Regions from separate parts of the Mus musculus genome. Here region 2 is linked to region 1. The links are chromatin contacts, called in public Hi-C maps. All regions are on one chromosome and are shown on one strand. Each heading gives the region's core, a stretch centred on a gene start, on an enhancer-like site or on the middle of the called end of the contact. The rest is flanking DNA. Distances are from core to core; before and after follow the strand shown. Region 1 overlaps St7l (suppression of tumorigenicity 7-like). Region 2 holds the start of Cttnbp2nl (CTTNBP2 N-terminal like).

Region 1 (3,666 bases), core at 471-2,970:
ATTCTATAAGATTAGACAGGCAGGCTGAATGCAGTCTATGAGCATGTACTGGGGAGACTGAACACAATTCCCAGAGAGAAAGTAAACAGAATTGCTATGTGAATTAAGAAACAAACAAACAAGACATAATACCTACCATTCTTGGGAGTAGAGAAAGGGAAGGGAGGCTATGGAGGGCATGCTGGAGCAAACTTGGAAAATTCCTTTCTACATCACCCTACAGTGCCAATGATAAGATTCCATAGCCTGCCACTCCCACTTAGGCCACACAGCACTATAAGGAAAGACAACCGTCTCACTGTGCTGTAAATTTGGACAGTAGAATTCAACACCACTTCCCAGAATCTCAACTCCATGCCTCTTTGTCTTGTTTTATATATGCTGCTAATATATATTTAGCCAACAAAATACAAACTAAAGGTATAACCATCTCATTGCATGAAACTCAGAGCATCATACAGGATTCAATTTCTGTTCAACCACCAAGGATTTTACTTTGTTCTTTTGTTTTTGACTTTTTTGAGATTGAGTTTTACCATGTAGCTCTGACTGTCTAGAAGTAACAGATAACCAGTTCCTCTGCCTTCTGTGTGCTGAGATTACAGGAATATACCACCATGCCAGACTCAGAAAGGATTTACTTTCTATGTATAAATATATTTTTAAAACTTCTCTTGTACTTACAGAAAATTTCAGATGTGGTCTGCTTTCTTGGAAAGATAATTCTAAAAAACAGCTATATGGGAAAATAACTTTTAAAAGCTGTAGATGTAATATTATTAGATATGTGCCCAGAATACAGAAATGTATTAAAGATTTTATATTTGTTTTATTTTTATTATTTATTTGCTTTTTGAGACGAGGTTTTATCCCAGACTGGCCGCTCAAACTTGCTATGTAGCTATGGATGACCTTTCAATTGGTGATCAGTGCATTTCAAAGTATACTTTAATAAAGAAAGGTCTGATTCATCAAGGCAATCACCAAGATTGCAGGCATGGGCCGTCACAGGCACAGTTTTCCCTAAGAGTATATTCCTGCTAGGCACTCGAATGAGTGAGGAATATCCTCAGCCATATGTTGTTTTGGGGCAGGGTGTCCATTTATAGCTCAGACAAGCCTCTAATTCAAGATCCTCCTGCCTTGGTTTTGGGGCAGGGTGTCCATTTATAGCTCAGACAAGCCTCTAATTCAAGATCCTCCTGCCTTGACACCGTCATTCCTACCTTCTCAAATGTTCTACTTCTCTCTAACCCCAAGGGCTTCTCCAGTAGCACACAAATAAATTGTCCTCAGAGTGTTAACTAGTTGAAATTGGTTAACTGTTAACCCTCTCATTACTATGTTTACTTTGTCCCTTATTCCAAGCAATCCCCAAGCTCTTACGTGGTAAAGCGTAAGCACAGAATAATAGTCATGTGGAAAGAGTACATGAAGGAACAGATCAAACAAAATGAGATAATGAATCCGAAGCAGAGTAGTGCCTTAGTTAGGTATATATTGCTGTGATAGACCATGAATAAAAGCAACTGGTGGAGCAAAGGGTTTTATTTCCTCTTATACATCCAGGTAACAGTCAATTACTGGAGGAAATCAAAGCAGGAACTGAAAATAGTGCAGGAATGAGGCAAAAGCCACAGAGGAAAGCTGTTCCTGGCTTGCTCCTCATAATCTGCTCAGTCTTCTTTCTTATTTCACCAGGGCCACCTGCCCAGAAGCAGCACTACCCACACGGAAGCTGGCTCTCCCACATCAGTTATCAACCACGGAACGCCCTACAGACTTGCCTCCAAGACAACTGGCATTTTCTCGATTAAGACTCCTTCTTCCAAGATGGTCCTAGTGTGTATCAAGAAGACATATGCACTGGCCAGCACAAATAGAGATCCTGACCACAGTCATCAGTACTAGAGATTGACACTAAAATACCACACTAACTATATAATATACTATTGCATTTTTAAGAAGGCATGGAACTTTTACAATGTTTTCATCATGAGTCTGATTCTTTCTGCTTCATTAAACTATAATTTAAAATACACATATCTTCTACATGCAGGTCAGTGACTTTCAACAAATGCAGTCAAGCAACAGCTGCATTTAGCTTCAGAGTTATTGTCTTCACTTCAGAAAGCTCTCCTCTGCTATTAATTACATATCCCAAAGGCAAGAGACATTTCAGCCACCACAGACTACTCCCTGCCCTTTCTTGAATGTCCTGCCAATGGAACCCTCATTTCTGAACTATACTTTTGGGCTTCATCCGTATTTTTCTCATATCACAAGTTCTCTTCTCCACTGTGGACTACACTGCAGTTTGCTTGTGTTGTTGATGAGCAATTGGGTTGTTTTCACTTTGGCATCGTTATGTGCACTCGTGCCCAAGCCTTTTGGTAAACATAGGCATTCAGACCTCCTGTGTATATACCTTGGAGAATTGCTGTATCATAAGTTGATAATATACTTAATTTATAATAATTATCAGTGTCAGTCAGATGGCTCATCATGTAAAGGGGACTTGTCACAAGCTTGGTGGCCTGAGTTCAATCCTTGGAACCTATGTAAAGGTAGAAGAGAAAGAAGTGACTCCATACATTTTACTGGACTAATGAATATGCTCTAGAATTAGATAGTGGTAATGATTTTATAGTCATGTGATCACGTCAGAATGCTATGTACATTAAGAGAGTAAATTATATGAATTATCTCAATAAAAACAATGACACTATCTTACGGTTGGGTAACAGATGAGAGATTCAGCAGTATTGGCTTCTCTTCCCCAGGCCCAGGGCTTGATTCCCACTACCCACAGGACAGCTCACAGCTGTCTATAAGAACAGGTCCAGGAGATCCAACACCCTCTTCTGAAGTCTATAAGCATCAGCCACACACATGATAAACAGACATGCATACAATCAATATACCCATACACATAAAAATAAATAAAGAATATGAGAGTAAAAACTAATAAAACGTAATTCTGTGGGATAGTTAGATTAGATGAAATAATTTCTACTGAAAATAAAAAATTTGACTATTCCTATAGTAGCTAAAAGACACAGAATCTTTTTCAGTGACTTGGAAAATAATTTTTGTTGAACTGAAGCCATAGCCAGGTAATGAAGAACAAGTCAAAACCAATGAAAATATACTATTTTACTTTGATACAACATCATAGTTATCACATAGTGAAATACATTCAATAGGAAAAAAATCTATATAAATCATCAATATTAGTGAAATACCTCAAAGCAAATCCATAGCCTGAAGAGATTTATATCATCTTCCTGTCGGACATCTAACAGCTTCCAGCTTTAACAAACAGCATAGCTCTAGACCTATAGACATTCTGTTATGTGGAGAGTTGCCAGAAAATAGTTTCTGCGTAAACACTTTTATCCCCTGTCATTTTACTGCTAAGACTCATGGAACTATTTGACAAAGTTGCATAATAAATTTGTAAGGCAAAAGAAAATTGAAATGTATGTATGTACTGAATGACACTCTTCCATTGGTTAACTAAGTTATTACACCCCACAGTTGAAGTCTGAGGGGAAATCCCCCAACGCCCTTTATGCTTGCTCTCTTCCAGCTGAGAGTCAGGAATAGCGAGCACCCACAGCCAGAGAATGAGCTGTGCATGCTTCATCATTTATAAAACCTGGC
Region 2 (3,666 bases), core at 476-2,975, 150 kb before region 1:
TCTAGGTCATTGTTCCACAAGCACGGGGGCTGTACTGTAGCATCTCTGCATGCTGTCTCCAAGCCTGCAATGGAGTTGCTGGCTTTACTCTGCTGCTATGCTAATCACCACCCTTCCCTCTCAACAGGCCCCCCCACCACCCCCACCCCCACCCCCCACCCCCCCCCACCCCCGGTGGAAACTGGTGGCTGGTTAGCAGACTGTGGCACAGATTTGGTGTTATTCTTGTCATTTTTCTTTTCCAGTTCTTAACTCTATAGCCTTCCTCCGGTTCTCTTGGTTTCTTTGACTTCGTCTTCTCATCTTAATTTCTTACAGTGCTATCCACATTGCAGGGTAAGACAGTCTTCCCACACAGCACTGACACAGATAGTATATGGATGAACGAAGCGCTGTGTGGACAAGAAATACTGTTTGACTTCCTCTAAACCGTGATTACTTGGGCTGGGTATCTCTTTACCCAGACTGTAAACTGTACCTGTCTCGAGGGCTGTTTGCCTAGGGCAGTGGTTCTCAACCTTCCTAGTGCTACTGTCCTTTAATACAGTTCCTCATGTTATAGTGACTCCCTCAAACATAATTACGCTGCTACTTCATAACTGTAATTTTGCTGTTCTAGATTGTAATGTAGATATTTTTATAATGGTTGTCTAGGGGGTCGTGACCCACAGGTTGAGAACCATGAGCAGAGGGCTTTTTGTGTGTGTGTGTGTGTGTGTGTGTGTGTCCCTAATAGTCTCTTGCTGAATATTGTGAAAATTAGGAATAATGTATTCCGCGTAATATGTTACTTGTGCACTCAAATACTTGAGTTCTTATATGTACGTGTTACAAGTTCTTTAAAGCAATGCGGCTATTTAAACAGTTCAGTCACTTGTGGTGCTGAAGTGCAGGCTATGTATGGTAGAGTGCAATCTCTTCCCTCCAGGTCTTGTTTCTATCACTAAGATCTGCATTCCTGTGCTCAAGAGGCCAGCCATTTCCCCTCATCCTACTGTTCCGTTTCGGCTTCGTTACAAATGCATGGTCCACGGTATGACGGGGCCCAAACATATAAAATAGCCCCCCACATACATGAATGGCAAGCACAGTGTGGGGAAACACCAGGTAAGTTTGCAGCTATTTGGCTTTGCCCTGAAAGGCAAGTCGGTAGGGGTTATGCTCTCTACCAGGTGCTTCCACCCCAGCGTCTCCCTTTGTGTACATAGTGTGATGTGGTAAAGAAGATGGTCTTGCGCCCTTGCTTTCCAGCACCACACCCAAGGGGGAGAGAGAGAGAGAGAGAGGGAGAGAGAGAGAGAGAGAGAGGGGGGGGGGGCAAAGAAGACACGTTACTAGGTTTTCAATACTAATTCGAAAACAAACGCTAAAACTCACTTCTTTTATTCACATTTTAGATAAACCCTCAATTAAGCCACCACAAGGTGTTCCCAGGGTCCTGAAAAGTTGCAGAACCCGGGCGGAGACCAGAGCGAGCACAGACTCCAGCGGACCAGAGGAGGGTACTTCCTCCCGGAAGTGACGCCAGCTCAATCCCAGCCTGGCTCTCCCAAACAAAAGGGATCTTGCGGCCCCAGGAGGAGCCGGGATGACTTTGGAGAAGCCCCGCCTTCAGGCGGCGAGGATTGGTTTCAGAGCCGCAAGGGTAAAGCTATGATTGGCGAGGGTATCTGCCTGTCACTGCCGCCGGCGGGTAAGGGGCGGGTCCTGGGAGGCTGGGGATGGGGAGCGGGCGGCGGAGGCGGCGGCGGGGAAGGATCCCGGAGCGCCGAGGCCAGGTACGGAGCGTGGGCTCGGGGCTCTGCGGTGCCGGGGGAGCCGGGTCTCCGAGAGAGCCTCCTGGCCCGGAGCGTGAGTGGCTTTCAGCAGAAGTCCCTGTCGGGGTAGGGATGGTCCCCCTAGGGGGCGGGGCCGCCGCCTCCAGATCCCGGGATTCCCCAAGGAGGCGTCGCGGCATCCTCCGGGGTCTTTACGATTGTTCATTGTCTCTCGCTAGCCTCCGCCCCTCAGCAGGGGTCTCCTCCTGACCTGTCTCACTCTAGGTCGCCTTTTGCCCAGCCCTAGCCTCAGAGTGGTACTGGTGGGTACCGTTTTCTAGGCTGCAGCCCCCACCCCTATATTGGATCCCTGCGAATTCAGACATCCTTTCCCACATCTGTCCCTGCTGGCAAGCGTGGGTCCAGAACTAGGGTTCTGTATAAGATTTAAACACACACACACAAACCAGCGTTTTCCTTATGAGGGATGGGCGAGGGGGAGAAAAAAAGACGAAACCCAGACAGACACCTCCAACAGCCAAAGCGGCCTTTCCCCCTCTTTTAGCTCTTCCCATCCCCCAGCCTGTGATTGCTCCTACAGCCTCCCCAGATCCTGTATTCTCTTTCTGAGTGTTGAAAGCTCCCCGGCTTAAATTATACATTATCTTCTTCCCATCGCCCTTTGTACCTTTCTTGCCCTTTCTGTTTCTTTTGGGAGAAACCAGCTTTTAGGGGCTTTTTAGGTTTGAGTTGCCTTTCGATTTTGCTTTCTACCCGGTTTCTTCTCTTGAGAACTTAGTAGGGAAGCATCCGCATATTTCATAGCAAGGTGGGTGTGTTAGCTTTCAGCAGAGCTGGCCTTGTGTGGGTAGGAATGCAGTGTGTATTGTTTGACAGTCACTGAATAATACCATATTTTCAAATGAAATGGTGCCGAGGAGTCAGTAAATGCCTTTGCAGAAGGAGTCCCCATCTCCCAATTTGGAGTGGGCTGGTCCGTTGCTCAGGGAAACTGCAGTTAACCTTGAAGGTGTATGGCAGGTTGAAACAAAAGACAGGAAGTATTTGAACAAAATTCAGGTTCAGTTGGCTAGGTTTATAATTAATCTGGTCCTGTGGCCTCTGAGTACTGTCTCACCCCTCTTTTATAGTGGGATTTTACCCTCAAAGGAAACGAATATACATGTAATGTGGTGGTGTCTAGCACACCATCATCATCAACCAAAATTTAAAGCATTAAAATAAAAGGTACTTTTCAGTTTCAGAGAGAAGGGCAGATAAAAGCCTTGGGAATTCAATTTTCACGTCTCTGTAGAGTCCCTGTAAAGATCTACTAAAGTCTTTGGCATTTTAGCAGTTGCAAAGTACAAATGATTTTGTCCTGACATTAATGTCATTGAATCTCCAGTCATCATCTGTGGCCAGCAGTACCACCTATTAATTTTTCCATATTTTTAGCATTTTAAGTTTTTATCTCAAGTTCATTTTCCTGTTGGTTATTTATAGCTGATAGAGGCGAGGTGCGGAGTTGCAATCAGAGAGGGTGATTGTAGTGGCTGTTGTCTGCAGCCTTCCTGAGTAGACTTCCTGAAGGTAATTAGTTTTGAGTAGTCAGGTTCCTAGGTTTCAGAGCCACTCTAGGGGGCTGCAGATCTGTTCCATGATTGTTTCCAGATATGTAGTGAGAGGAAGCACAAAGAAGAAACTGTATGCAGGGTCTCTCCCACAAACACAAAGTTTATTGCCATAGGAGGGAGAGATACATTATCCCAGAAATAGCAGCAGGGGTTTAAAAAAAAAAAAACCCTAGAAGTAAAACAGGAAAGCCCTAAAAGATGTGTCTCATTACCTGAGTAGAGAAGGGAAATAAACTAAGGTAGGAGACGTCAGGAGACCCAGGGAGCAGTGA

Evidence for each region. A called contact is a pair of places that touch in the nucleus more often than the background predicts.
Region 2: a Hi-C map of cortical neurons shows a contact between it and region 1. The contact joins the promoter of Cttnbp2nl here to the enhancer-like site in region 1. A contact is called at or near these places in 5 of 39 promoter capture datasets (3T3-L1-derived adipocytes, the HPC-7 cell line, HPC-7-derived erythroid cells and 2 more), 7 of 484 Hi-C or Micro-C datasets (the G1E-ER4 cell line, bone marrow-derived macrophages, cerebral cortex and 2 more), 3 of 115 datasets of contacts at active chromatin or transcription factors (embryonic stem cells and stem cell-derived neural progenitor cells) and 2 of 9 other capture datasets (embryonic stem cells and liver).

Annotation. Positions count from the first base shown.
Region 1 is chr3:104,903,640-104,907,305 of GRCm38.p6, reverse strand. All of the region lies in intron 11 of St7l (suppression of tumorigenicity 7-like), which reads right to left. Among named protein-coding and RNA genes, the nearest start is that of St7l, 41 kb to the right of the region's middle. Within about 2 kb of position 1,720, at least 6 of the 459 cell types and tissues checked have an H3K27ac peak or open chromatin away from gene starts, as enhancers often do. A contact at or near this core is called in cortical neurons, where this site is marked.
Region 2 is chr3:105,051,012-105,054,677 of GRCm38.p6, reverse strand. Cttnbp2nl (CTTNBP2 N-terminal like) reads left to right here and starts at 1,725. Exons shown (of 6, transcript NM_001163332.1): 1 at 1,725-1,778.